Linked DNA regions of Danio rerio: region 1 is linked to region 2. A link is a contact called in public Hi-C data. All regions are on one chromosome and are shown on one strand. Each heading gives the region's core, a stretch centred on a gene start, on an enhancer-like site or on the middle of the called end of the contact. The rest is flanking DNA. Distances are from core to core; before and after follow the strand shown. Region 1 holds the start of isl1a (ISL LIM homeobox 1a). Region 2 overlaps LOC141385704.

The links. Hi-C and Micro-C count contacts between places; a contact is called where the count stands out from the background.
Region 1: a Hi-C map of embryo shows a contact between it and region 2, with 2.0 times the contacts expected there. The contact joins the promoter of isl1a here to the enhancer-like site in region 2. A contact is called at or near these places in 2 of 18 Hi-C or Micro-C datasets (both in embryo).

Annotation. Positions count from the first base shown.
Region 1 is chr5:41,660,833-41,667,646 of GRCz12tu, reverse strand. isl1a (ISL LIM homeobox 1a) reads left to right here and starts at 2,556. Exons shown (of 6, transcript NM_130962.1): 1 at 2,556-2,791; 2 at 3,364-3,553; 3 at 4,221-4,480; 4 at 5,898-6,184; 5 at 6,519-6,686. The coding sequence starts at 2,764. All of the region lies in intron 1 of LOC141385704, which reads left to right. All of the region lies in intron 2 of LOC141385574 (a long non-coding RNA gene), which reads right to left.
Region 2 is chr5:41,563,077-41,569,931 of GRCz12tu, reverse strand. All of the region lies in intron 1 of LOC141385704, which reads left to right. Among named protein-coding and RNA genes, the nearest start is that of isl1a, 99 kb to the left of the region's middle. Within about 2 kb of position 2,326, at least 23 of the 62 cell types and tissues checked have an H3K27ac peak or open chromatin away from gene starts, as enhancers often do.

The DNA of each region.
Region 1 (6,814 bases), core at 1,307-3,806, 97 kb before region 2:
TTACTACTACTACTACTGTTTATTGTGAAAGAGTAAGAGAGAGTTCATATTTAATATATTGTAATATATTGTTAATATATTGTAATAGCTAATATGTAATATATTGTAAATATATTGATTATTATTGTTTTATTTATTAATGTTTTATCCTAAAATGTTGATTGTTAAATGTACAGTTTATTCTGATTTATTTATTTATGTTTTTTATGGATATATAATGATATATTGAAAAATAATGTGATACACTGAATAACAATGTGATATATTGAATAACAATTTGCTATATTATTTATAATTTTATTTAATTATTATATGTATATATCTTTTTTACTACTACTGTTTACTGTGTGTGTGTGTGTGTGTGTGTGTGTGTGTGTGTGTGTGTGTGTGTGAGAGAGAGAGAGAGAGAGAGAGAGAGAGAGAGAGAGAGAGAGAAAAGAGAAAGAGAGAGAGAGAGAGAGAGAGAGAGAGAGAGAGAGAGAGAGAGAGAGAGAGAGAGAGAGAGAGAGAGACAGAGACAGAGAGAGAGATTTAAGAGAGAGTATTAAAGTGTTTTTCCATGGTCAATTCATAATTTATACTGGCAAATGTGGTGATGGAAGACAGCATAAAAATGCATTACTTTACTTTAGCAAAATCAGTCAACTGCAGTTTGTTGCAAAATGTTAAAATTCTTGCTTACCTGAACTGTTTCTTTCTTTACTAAGACCGATGAATATTGTTGAGGAATACACATTCACAATTCACATTTTTCCTCATGCTACATGATGCTTTTTGATGCGCCATGTTGAATCAAATACGCAAAAGCGCAATGCAAATAAAGAGTCATTCTTCATGAGTATATTCTGCTGGATATCAAAACAATTGGATATATGGATTTGATGAATTATGGTGACATATTGTACACCAATACAAATGGATACACAAACAAATCGCAATTATCTGTTAAACACACTGTCTCGTTCTTAAATATTTTGGCATTAAAGGTGTTGCATAGAATTTGCTCGAATTTAGTGGACAATAACATGTTTGATGTTCAAAAATATTTCAAAAACAACAGAGCAAATGGTGTTCCTCAAACAGTAGCAACTGAGACATACTGTGATCTTACAAATATGAGGCAGAAACATGATGCACATAAACAGCTGTAGCAGAAACAAAGCTTTACACGTTTTCAACTGTTTATTTCAAATGGGGTTTTTAATTCTCAAATATTCAACAAACAACTTGACGTGTTTGTCCAGCAGAATTAGGAATTAATGCAAGCCCTCGCCCATGTTTGCATATGTCTTTGTTTGGTGATTCTGCTTTGGGTCATATTTCTAACACAAGAGGGCGTGTTTGTGCCTGTTATAGCGATGCTCGGTTGCCTGTAACCCGGCTGTCATATCTCGGCCACTGTTTTGTCCTGGCCATCACTGTCAGTGAGGACGTACAGATTCATTTTTGTGTTTTTTTTTTTTTTTTGTCAATTAAGATTAATCTATATAAATCAAATGTTGTTAATAAATACAAACCAAGACAACAATGAAATGCAATACTACTCTGGGCTGTTTGAGCTCGTAGTTTAGCTCATATAGATCTATAGATCAAATAATTATTTTTCCTCTTGCCTCTGTAAAAGGCGCAGGTGATTTGGCAGCTCTGTAGTATATTCTGCCTGTTTGTTCAACCAATCCTTCTCTTACATTGAGATTATATTACCACGTGCCTCGCGCAGTTTAAAACGGTCATTATCTGCAATTATGTGCTGTAATTGCGTTTTAGTTTGAATAGCGACAAGCCTGAAATGTGCCATCGATTTCAATCGTGTTATGCACCCCTGTGTGCAACTGCCTAAATACGGATTTGCGCCTTTCCCTCTGAAAATCTGAACACTGGTCGAGAGGGATTGTCCATCAACCCAAAATGTCCATCAGACCAAAAACAGATTAACTTTTGTGATTTCATAAAGAAAACAGATTTATCAAAACGACTTGATGTAAATTGTTCTACATTAATATTCAGCTTCAGTTTAGTATCCATTTAATTCTAATGTTTAATGTTGAATGTTTACAAAACCGCGGTGCATTTCCATAACTGTTATTTTTCCAGTTTTTAAACTATGTTTTCATGAATGTAACACCTGCTTTAAATAGGCTACACATTTAAATTTCCTGCTCAAAATAGAGAATAATTAATTGTAAATAGCCTGATATAAAAGTAGCCTACGGGCTAGCTAAAAAAAAACAGATAAACGGATAAATAAACAGTTCTAAAGTTAATGTTTTCATTATTATTTGTTTCAATTATTGTTATTATTATTATTATTATTATTATCATCATCATCATTATTATTAAGATTAGTTTTAACATCTTGCGGATCTAAAAACGTATGAATGAAATACGAAAGGCAAAATGCAAGAACCCATCGGCCTGGGCACCGAACAGCTGGTCGTCTTTCCATAACCAATCAGCTTCTCATAAAGGTGACGTATGAGTGTCCTACGTCAGACCAATAGAGAGAGAGAGAGAAGAGCTGAAGCCGGCGGAGTTTCAGAGAGGGAGAGAGGGATAGGGACAAGAGTGGCCCATCAATACAGTGACCAAACACCGGAGCTCAACACACACCCCTAACTCTAATCGCAAGCATCTCGATTTCGGGAAGTCCTGCAACACCTCGAACCCTCGGCCACTTTCCCACCTTCACAGATAAAAACACGGGCACTAAGGGCCTTCTGTCCGGTTTTAAAAGTGGACCTAACACCGCCTTACTTTCTTGACATGGGAGACATGGGGGATCCACCGAAAAGTAAGTTAAGCTTTATTGTTTATTTACGTGTCTGTTGACAGTTGACATTCTAATCGGCGAATATTTAACAAAGCATGTCTGCATGTCGATTATTTTTTTATAATTTTAGGAGTTTGTTTCGCGTTGTGAAAAGTTTAAAAGTTCTGAACAGATAATGACAAGCCGCTGTTAGGACCAATACACAAGTTTAAATCACTACTAGGACTTAAAAGAAAAATAACATTTAATATTTGAACATTTATTATTTTCTATTTATTATTATCATCATTATTATTATTATTATTAATAATAGCCTATTAATAATGGCATTATAACAACAACAACAGTAATTATAATGCTTATCTTGGTTCTACTGTGACATACTTTTCCTTTTTAAATTTTCATAAACACCGTTATCATCACAATGTCACATTGTCTTTAATTTTACACAGAGATTAATGATATAACACTGATCAAAATAAGGCAGTTTTACACTTTTACAAATAGCCTAACACTTTTAGGTTGTCTGATCATTGCTTTAAAAAAATATTAACACAACTTTTCTATGCCTTCTTTCTTCCTTATTCATTTAGAAAAGCGTCTAATCTCGTTGTGTGTCGGCTGTGGGAATCAAATCCATGACCAGTATATTCTGCGCGTGTCGCCGGATCTGGAGTGGCACGCGGCGTGTTTGAAATGTGCAGAATGTAACCAGTATCTGGACGAGTCCTGTACATGTTTTGTGCGAGACGGGAAAACTTACTGTAAACGGGACTACATCAGGTAACGCAGATTAATTAGGTCATGTTTTAGTTTTCTAGTGTGTATGACTGAATGACAGTAACCTCTTGTTATTAATTGCTGCATTACGGCAGCATGCTGTCATTCATTTTTTTTTGTAGTACTGGACAGCACCTATATGCTAATCTCCTGTCTTAAATGAGACTGCAGCGCAATTACTTTAAAATTATTGTGGAGCTTTGTTCATATCAAGACTGTGGCATTACAGCATTTATCTGTGAAATTTCATATTATTTTTGACAGTACGGAATTTTAGAAGCCACTGTTATGTTAAGGATAAACAACAATGTTGATAAACATGCACAATACTCTAAAGAGAAATGTAATTATTATTATTATTATTATTACTATTATAATTATTATTTTAAATAATATTATAAAAATGAATTTCGGTATTTGTTAAATCCTTAACTGACTAAATAACGAAATAAATTATAAAGTATTTGTCTTTAGATATATAGTCTATTTTAAATATTTGCATTTGTTGTTTAGATTACAATTATGTGCATTTCGGTTACCATAGGCTGTACATTTTATTGCAATTGTTGTCAAATCGAGTAAGCTAGCTGTTAATTTTTTTAATGATGCCATTATTTTTATTTATAGAAACACAAAACACATTATAATGTTTCTTTCTTTTCTCTTATAGGTTATACGGGATCAAATGTGCAAAATGCAACATCGGTTTCAGCAAGAATGACTTTGTGATGAGAGCACGTTCGAAGGTTTATCATATTGAGTGTTTTAGATGTGTGGCGTGTAGTCGGCAGCTCATCCCAGGAGATGAGTTCGCTCTGCGGGAAGACGGGCTCTTCTGCAGGGCCGACCATGACGTGGTGGAGCGGGCAACAATGGGTGCTGGTGACCCATTAAGCCCATTACATCCGGCGAGACCTTTACAAATGGCAGGTAGGCATTGCATTCTACTACAACTAACAAAGCATTGTTTGCTCGAGGACTCAGGGTTTATTTGTCTTGGGAAGGAATTTCTATAGAGCCAAATCTACTCAGAAGATTTAGGCTAGTATTTTTAGCATGTTTTAAGATAAACACAAATGTTTAAGATGACATTATATTGCTGCATTCCGAGATTTATGATGAATGAATGCTGGCTCATAACCATCCGTGAATGATTATTTTATTAACAAGCTAAACCACAAGCGTGTGGTGGTTTGATAGTATACCCGCTTTATTTTTCTTGTTTGTCTGTTATTGAATTCAGCAATTCATGCATGAAATAGATATTCTCTGCTGATTAGAGGCCAACCACGCGACAATGTCAGCTTGTGCATGTACTTGAGAAATAAAGAAGATCCATTCACAAATAAATACAAAGAAAACGTAATTCAATCCTAAATGTTGATATGCTATAGAAATATTATAGCACAATATTATGTGTTTGTGTAATTACATATGAACGAGCATTTGATTTTTTTTACTCTTTTAATATATGCGTTTTAAATTATTATGCTTTTACAAACCAGTGTCAACCATGAGAAATATTCCGCATTTAAGAACAGTCTAAATAAAAAAGCATCGAGTTTTAACATTAAAAATAAATTAATTAATTAATACCCGCAGTATGGTAGGCTACTACTGTGTTTTATTTCATTTACTGCATTAATGCCTCCTATTTGGTTAATTTCTTATAAAATAATAATCTTAATTATATGGTGCAGTTGTTAATGCAGGTTTATTGATAACCAGCAGCTTTAAAGTAATGTCATGGGCAGCACACCGCGCGCACCTGAATATTTAAAATTCAGAGGTATGCACAGATTGGTTTAATTAAGTGTCGTAAACCTATCTGGGTCATACGCGCCCTTCACAATTTACTGCATGCAGAAGGAACATATAATTGCAAGAAAAGGGATTGCGATCATGGCTGCGTTTCAAACTTATTAAAAGGAAGCTCTCTTAGTCATAATACATACAGAAAAAATACTACATCAGTGAAGGACCAAAGTTCTATATAGAAATAATTGCTAAAGGATATATTTTTATGCGTATGGAGTGATTTCCTCTTAATACCGGTCTCTTAAACAGATCATAAATTATATGCTGAAAATAATAGTACTCCCTTTTCATGAGTGATTGTTTTTAAATGTATTATTATTGTTGTTATAGTCTATGGGCTACATTATTATTTGCCTATTATTTCACATAAGTTAATCCACCGTAGATGGGCCTCGGAGACAACTGAGTTAAAATAATTAACAGCTGACCGCTTAACATATGTGCATTTTTTTACAAATGTAAAACATCATACAACAGCTCTTTGCATTTAATATTTATTTATTTTTGTTTGTTTCGTAATTTTATGCAGCAGAGCCCATTTCGGCACGTCAGCCTGCGCTTCGACCTCATGTGCACAAGCAACCTGAGAAAACAACCCGCGTCCGGACAGTCCTCAACGAAAAACAGCTCCATACCTTGAGGACTTGTTACAATGCCAACCCTCGACCCGACGCCCTCATGAAAGAGCAGCTCGTTGAGATGACGGGTCTTAGTCCGAGAGTCATCAGGGTTTGGTTTCAAAACAAGCGCTGCAAGGATAAAAAGAGGAGCATACTGATGAAGCAACTCCAGCAGCAGCAACCCAACGACAAAACGGTAAGACTGGTGGCGCTTCAGTACAAAATTAATAAACTCTTTAGTTCTTTAGTTTCTGTAATCAAGTCAAACAAGTTCCCTTTGCAGTGCTATTACAAAAAAAAAAAAAAAAAAAACAGAATATCTGGAAGCATCTCCATTTTCTAAAATTAAAAGTTTGTGTGTATATTAATAAGCTTTATAAGGAAATCATTCCATGTGTGACAATTTTTGTTTTATTTAAAAACATCAAACTTTTTAGATTCTTAGACTTCACATGATACGTTTTTGTAATAGGCTACGTCGCTTGAACTCTATTTATGGCTGAATATAAATCATTCGCGTTCATCTGCAGAACATCCAGGGGATGACAGGTACTCCAATGGTGGCGACCAGTCCAGAGAGACACGACGGTGGTTTGCAGGCAAACCAAGTGGAGGTGCAGAGTTACCAACCGCCTTGGAAAGTCCTAAGTGACTTCGCACTGCAGAGTGACATCGACCAGCCTGCTTTCCAACAACTGGTAAGTGCGCAAACCTGTGCGTAAAGACATAATTCCAGTAGCGGTTTTAAACCACCGCTAATGCTTTTAATACTATGAAAAGAATTAATAACAAATATCCAAAACAAGAATAATAACAAACAACATTT
Region 2 (6,855 bases), core at 1,077-3,576:
AAATATTGCATTGTTCAATTTTTCCACTATCGTGCAGCCCTAAACCCTACCCTTAAACGCAACCCTCACATGAAATCGGTGGCAAAATTTGTTAGATTTTAGTATGATTTTAAGCATTTTAAATTATGGAGACACGTCAAGTTATGTCCTCATAAATTACCTTAATAGGAGTACTACTAGGTCATGCCATTATACAATTTTTTGTCCTCTTTAAGCTACATAAACAAACACACATACACACACACAATAAATATTATCAAAAATAGATATGAATATATACATATGAAAGCTAGATTTACACATTTTATGTAATGCAATCTGACTCCTTTTTATATTACATTTGACATTACTTGTTTGTTTATCCTAATTTTTTACCAAATAGAAATCGAAAATACAAAGACAATACCATTGTTTATGTTCAGGATATGACGAAGATAGAATATTTCATAGTTATGAATTTATAACGTAATCCCATAATAAAAATGTTTTAATTGTATGTGTGTGACATATAAGTAGGTCCACACAGAATGTGCGCGCACAGAAATCCGCAGATTTCCACAGATTTTTAGCCAATCATTGAGTCTATTTATTTACTTGAGTAAATGTGTGTACATTTATATTTATTCAGTTTTTTAATTATTTCAGTAATATTATTGACTAATACTGTATGAAAATGTTCTTATGATTTATTTACAGTACAGTTTGTTAGTGGATCTAATTGAATTAGCATTGTAAACATTACATAAAAGTTGAAATGTATTGTTTTTTTTATTTAGTATGTTACTCCCAAAATCATTCCACATAAATTTGTATATTTTTTTATTACAAAATTCTGCGCAGAAATAGCAAAAAATGTCCGCAGTATCTGTCTGGCCCTATATAAGGACACATATATTTATAATGACATGGGTATTACACAGGTATTGCAAGGCAATGGGAAATTATTAGCATATTGCGGATTAGTTATACCAATTTTTCAAAAAGCTTTTAAATAAAAACAGTTTTTTTTTTGTACACAGATTGCTATGTGGGTTGGATTTAGGGATAGGGGAAAGGGCAAAGTTTATACAGTCTAAAATATAGAAATATAAGGATGTTCCCACGACTCACAAAAACAAACCGTGTGTGTGTGTTATTGGTTTTATTTTTTACAATTGTTTGTTCATTAGCTAATTTTGGAATAAATTACAGTTTGTGCAAATACACTAGCTTTAAAAGAAATGAGCGTTTAGCTGTTTTCATATCAAGATTGACTATTTGATTTGTGTAAGAAAACAAATCATCCTAAAAACTTTCAAAAATTCACAAACCTACCATCCATGTATTTTTGTCCATGAATTACAACAATCAAGATATATTTTGACATGAAATCACCCAGCGTGGTATGTCCTACCCAGCTCAGAAAGGTCTTGCTTTTATACGAAGCGGTGAAAAATGTCGGCCAGTGCTATGAAATTCCCACCTGGACAATGATGTCTGAAATTCTATTCAATTAATTCCCATGGCAACAGGGGTAAAACACAAAAGAGGGTGAAAAGATGGCAGGAGCGGGCTGACTAAATCTGCTGGCGTAGCCGTCCCCGTGTCTCATGAATACGCAGCCCCTCTCTCCACATATACTTCAGGGCCAGAAGCCTACAAGGTAATTATATGCTTTGGAACACTCCACTTAAGTGCACCCAACAATAAAGTGAGTGCATATTCTCTGTAATCTCTTACCTGCTGAGTGAATGAAGATGTGAACTGAAAATTCTTTTTCTTTTTTCCCTTTTAAATAAAGCCTACTGTTATTCTTAGACATCTTACTTGGAGGTTTTTGCAGAAGTGTAAATGATTTGTTTCGGCCATATGGACTGGCATTGATCATTTAGGATTGCTGACCACAGATTTACATGCAAGCGTTCGTCTTGATTTAAAAAACAACCCAAACAAAACATTCCCCAACTCTGTCTATGTACGTATTTCCAGCGTAATAATTAGTACGCCCCCCACTTAATGCTTGATCGCTTTAATAAATCAATACATTCCATGCAATCATGGTGTCATCTAGTGGTGAGCATCTAAAACTGCATTGATCGAGTCTCTTCATGGCCCTCCTTTGCCCTTTTTTGGCTTGTTTATTTTTAGTCTGGTTGCTTTCCTTCCTTTTTTCCTCCTCCTCTACTGATTTCAAGGGTCGGGTCAGCGACAGCGAGATCCCCTCTTTGCCCTTCAACCTGTCCCTCTGATAGTGGCAGTTCCCGGGTCAGTGCGTGTCGCAGAGGAGCTCGACTGACATGCTGGGGTGTGAGGTTGCCGTCCACCCCCTATTTAGAAGATCCCGGCTGAGTGACTAGGTGTTGTTAAGGGACATCCGCTGCTAGTGGAGAAGGGCTCCTCACGCTTCAGAGAGCCGCACTCAAGGGAGGCCGGCAGATTGAGTTGACATGCTAACAATCTGATTGCAGATGGCAGTGAGGAGAAAAGGCTGATGGCGAAGGAAAGTCTCGACTGACCCTGCTGAGAGAGAAAGGGCAGAGTGGACAAGAAAAGTTCCACATTCAAATCTAAAGACTTAAAAAAGCCTAAATGTGGCTGAGCAATACAATAGCCGTATATCCCATATGCAGAAAGACAGCATTGTGTTTTCAGTGGTACCAGTGAATGCTGTTATTATATGATAGTCTGTCAGGCTGTTGCGTGCGGCACGGTGCCATGGAGCTTGGGGTGGGGGGTGGGCTCTGCTCTGGATGTGACATGCTAATTAGGGGAGCTTTGTCTGCCATTGTTCATGTGGGCTAGCAGTGAACAGGGTGGGTTTATGGAGGGGGGGGCGTGAAATCAGAATGTCACACTCAGCAGGGATCACCAGCAACATGCACCGCGTGCGGTCTTCCTTAAAATTACACTCCGCTTCCAGGTAGAATTGGACTGTCAGTGTGCACGCCGCTTACAAATTCCATATTTTTTTACAATATTGTTGCTGACAAGAATTTGACTTGTTTTTGCAATTGCGAATCAATGCATGTGAGCAACCTCTAAGTTTTAATGGGAAGTAATAAGTAGCAGCCGGATTAGAGGGATCGGTTTTCCAGGGTACCACCAGCTGTTACAGATTCATGTTGAAACAGAATCTTTCCGTCATAAGGGCAGATCATGATACATACCTTTCAAAGAGTGGGACAGATTTTTCACTACGCCAGCATGGAAGAGAGCACATCCTGCCACTGGCAGGTGAATCAAGAACATTTACAGGCCATGAAATTGAAACTTCATCTTCTTCTTTTTTTTTTCTTTGTCGTTCTCACTAATACACACATTTAGTAGGGCTACATGTACAGTTGGGGGAAAATACTTTTATAAATGTGAAATCTTTAAGAAAAAAAACATTTAACAGAATGTAATAAAAATAATAAGCAGGATATTTTGCACACTGTATGTGAGAAAAGTTCAGATGCAAAGACCTCTAAATACCATCTAAAATGTTCTCCTAACATGAGCATTTTTTCAGCCACCTATGTTTATGTTCAGTTATTTCACTTTAAATGCAATGAAAAGAACTTATTCACCACTAAAAAAAAGTAAAATTTCTGAGTCTACACATCAGAGAAAAATGCCAATTTTAGATTTTAGAAGACATATCAAATAGCATTTAAAGGCTTTTTTTGCATCTAAACTCTTCATATATTGCCAGTTTCTGGGTAAATAGATTGTACAGAGCCATTATCATTTTGGGAAATTTTTTTTTTTGTTTACAATGACATTTTTTTTTTACCAGTCTGCTTTCTAACAGATTTTCAAAAGAGAGAAAAAAAACATACGAGACTGCTACAACTCCTTTAACCAAACGCCTTTTAAAGTATAGAAGTTTGGACTTTAAAAATATGGACTTGACTAATTGATGGTGTAAGGTTTTTCAAAGCCTTGCAATATTGAAAGCACAATGATCCTTCAGAAATAACTACAGTATACTAATGTGGTGCTAATGTGGTTTTTCAATATTAATGAGTATCTGACACCTTAATATTTTTGGTTACAATGAACAATGATAAATGTTTAACATTTATGACTTTAATTTCTTACGTTTACACAATTGCTTCCAATTTTAACCCTTTATTTTAGGCAAGGCAAGTTTATTTATATAGCACATTTCATACACAATGGTAATTAAAAGTGCTTTACATAAACAGGAATAAAATAGACAAGTATAAATAAAATAAAAACAAATATTAAAAGTGATTAATAATGATAAAAACTTGATAAATGATAAAATGTGTTAAAACAGGTTTTTAAAGAATGAAAAAGAAAAGAAAGACACAATAGTGTGATCTGTCAGACATAGCACAGTGCTCATTCAGTAAAAGCACAGCTAAACAAATGTGTTTTCAATCTTGATTTGAATGTGCCCAATGTTTGAGCACATCTGATCATTTTTGGAAGCTGATTACAGCAGCTAGGGGTGTAGTAACTAAAAGTGGATTCACCCTGCTTTGACTGAACCCTTGAACTTTCTAGTTTATATCAGTGGTTCCCAACCTTTTTTTGTCTGAGACCCCCTTTTACCATGGAAAATATTGTAAGGCCCCCCTTCACATTTAAAGATATTATCGCTCATTTAAGTTTGCAGTAAGTATGACAAAAAAATGTAGTTTTCAAACAAACAATATGTTTATTATTATATCTGGATATGTTTATGCACAAATATTAGCCTAATGCAAAATAAAAACAAAACATCAGTTGGCCATTTGTAACTGAAAAACGTAAGCATTTGGCCTCAAATTTACCATAAATTAGTTGCCAATTAGTTGCAAGTTTTTTTAAAGTTTGTTGTCAGTAGCTTTGACATCCCTAGTCTTATTTTGGGTGTATGCCAATTATTTTGCCTTGCATTCAAAAAATGCTCTGAGCTTGTTGCGCTATTAGAGATGAGACGTCTGCAAATGTCTTATTAATTTGGATGGCCTTATGCGTTCATTAAAAAGAACTATACCACAGATAATACACTGTATTGCTTTGTGAAAATGTAATTAAACTATAGTTTAGGTAACTATCTTGGTATTTCCCTCAATTCGTGTTTCCAGTATTGCTAGCGCTGCGACCCGTTTGGAGAATTGGTGCTTCTTCACCTGTGTCCAGTATGCTTAGGTCATTAGTATTAGCTGCTGAAGGTGAAGGTGGAGGACGGACTGGAAAATTTGTCCATTTTTTTGGTCAGCCAGTGGATAAAATGAACTAAGGCAACATGATCATTCTCCTAATTGTCCACTGCTAAAAATGTTTAAAATATGACGCAACCTCCTACAAAGCTCGCTGAGGCCCCTTTGTGGGCTGGGACCCCCCTGTTGGGAACCGCTGATTTATATGATCCTAAAGATCTGAGTGATCTGTTAGTACAATTTATTTACAACACTGTTGATGGTGTTTTTTATAACAATCACATAAAGCAGGTGAAACGTTTTATTGACCAATCAGAAGGGAGGAATGGAACCATCTTCTAAGCAGCGTGACACTAATATGAATTCAGCGTTGCTCTTCTGACATTAAAATGTTCATTTGTGTTCTGTAATGATGTGGTAGCATTGAATTTAATATCTTTTCAGTATCTTTTCAGCCTACCACCTTGAAATTATAAGCAGTTCGTTCTTAGTACATTCAAAGACTTTTAATTAATATTTTACTGTCTTCTTCAAAAAGTCTGATATTACAGTCCTAAACAAAATGGCTGAATACGGAGTCACAAGGTTAAGCATTGACTGCGGCGTAGTGTGAATAACATCACAATGATCATTTAACATTTATTTTCTTACTCGTCTACTCTATCCAAGAGCTATTATTTCTTCTCTGACCCATCTCTGTATAAATGCTGTTACTGGGATGATGTTCTCATTTCAAAATCAATTGCGGAAGGCATAAAACAGCCCGAACATGGACAACATTTATGCATAGTGGAGCCTGATCATCAAGAACCCCTTGACATTTCTGATTAGCAGCAATTTGAGGAGTGTGATGAATGAGCCTGCTGTCATTTTGACCCCGCTTAACCTCTTGATTTTCTGGGTTCAAGTCCAATTAACCTTTGGGAGGGACGCAACAGCAAGTGTACCACCCAGTCCAGTCAATAAGACCCAATAGTAATCATTTCATTTTCTGGTTCATCAAATGAGGTTTGGCCCAGTTCACCCATCTCAGTCACTGGCAGTCGTTTATCAATGTTCAGCAAACACCACAACAATGGAGGATTTGGTCACTGCTGGCTCTCAGAGGAATATTCTCTTCAGACCCGACCGTCACATTCATTTTTGCCTCACCATTAAACCGTACGGCTGGCTCAAGGTGTTGTGACAGCTTCTTGAAGTCTTTTTTTTCCCTGGGATTCCCATAAGTGCTTCTTCTCAAAGTCTGCAGTGTATAATGAAAAGATGACTGACCTGCGGGGTCATTGCAAATAAAGTTGAAGGATTTAATTAGACCTGGTAAAGCGGAACAGAATGCAGAGGAGCGATGCATGATAGAATGAGGGATTTGGATTGAATCTGCAGTGGAGAGCAGTTACAACATTCATCATTATTTAATAATAATATGTTATAATTGTAAATATTTGTTATACTCATCACAACCTTTATTATTATTATTATTATTATTATTATCATCATTATTTTCATTATTATCATCATTATTATTGTTGTTATTATTATTATTAATTGATTAATCTGTTTATTTATTTATTTATTTATTTATTCATTCATTCAAACATTAATTTATCAGGGTTACCACAGTGGAATAAACTGCCAACTACTCTAGCAAATGTTTTATGCCCTTCCAGCCAAAACTCAGTACTGGAATATTATTATTCTAAATTTTTTTATTCATTCATTC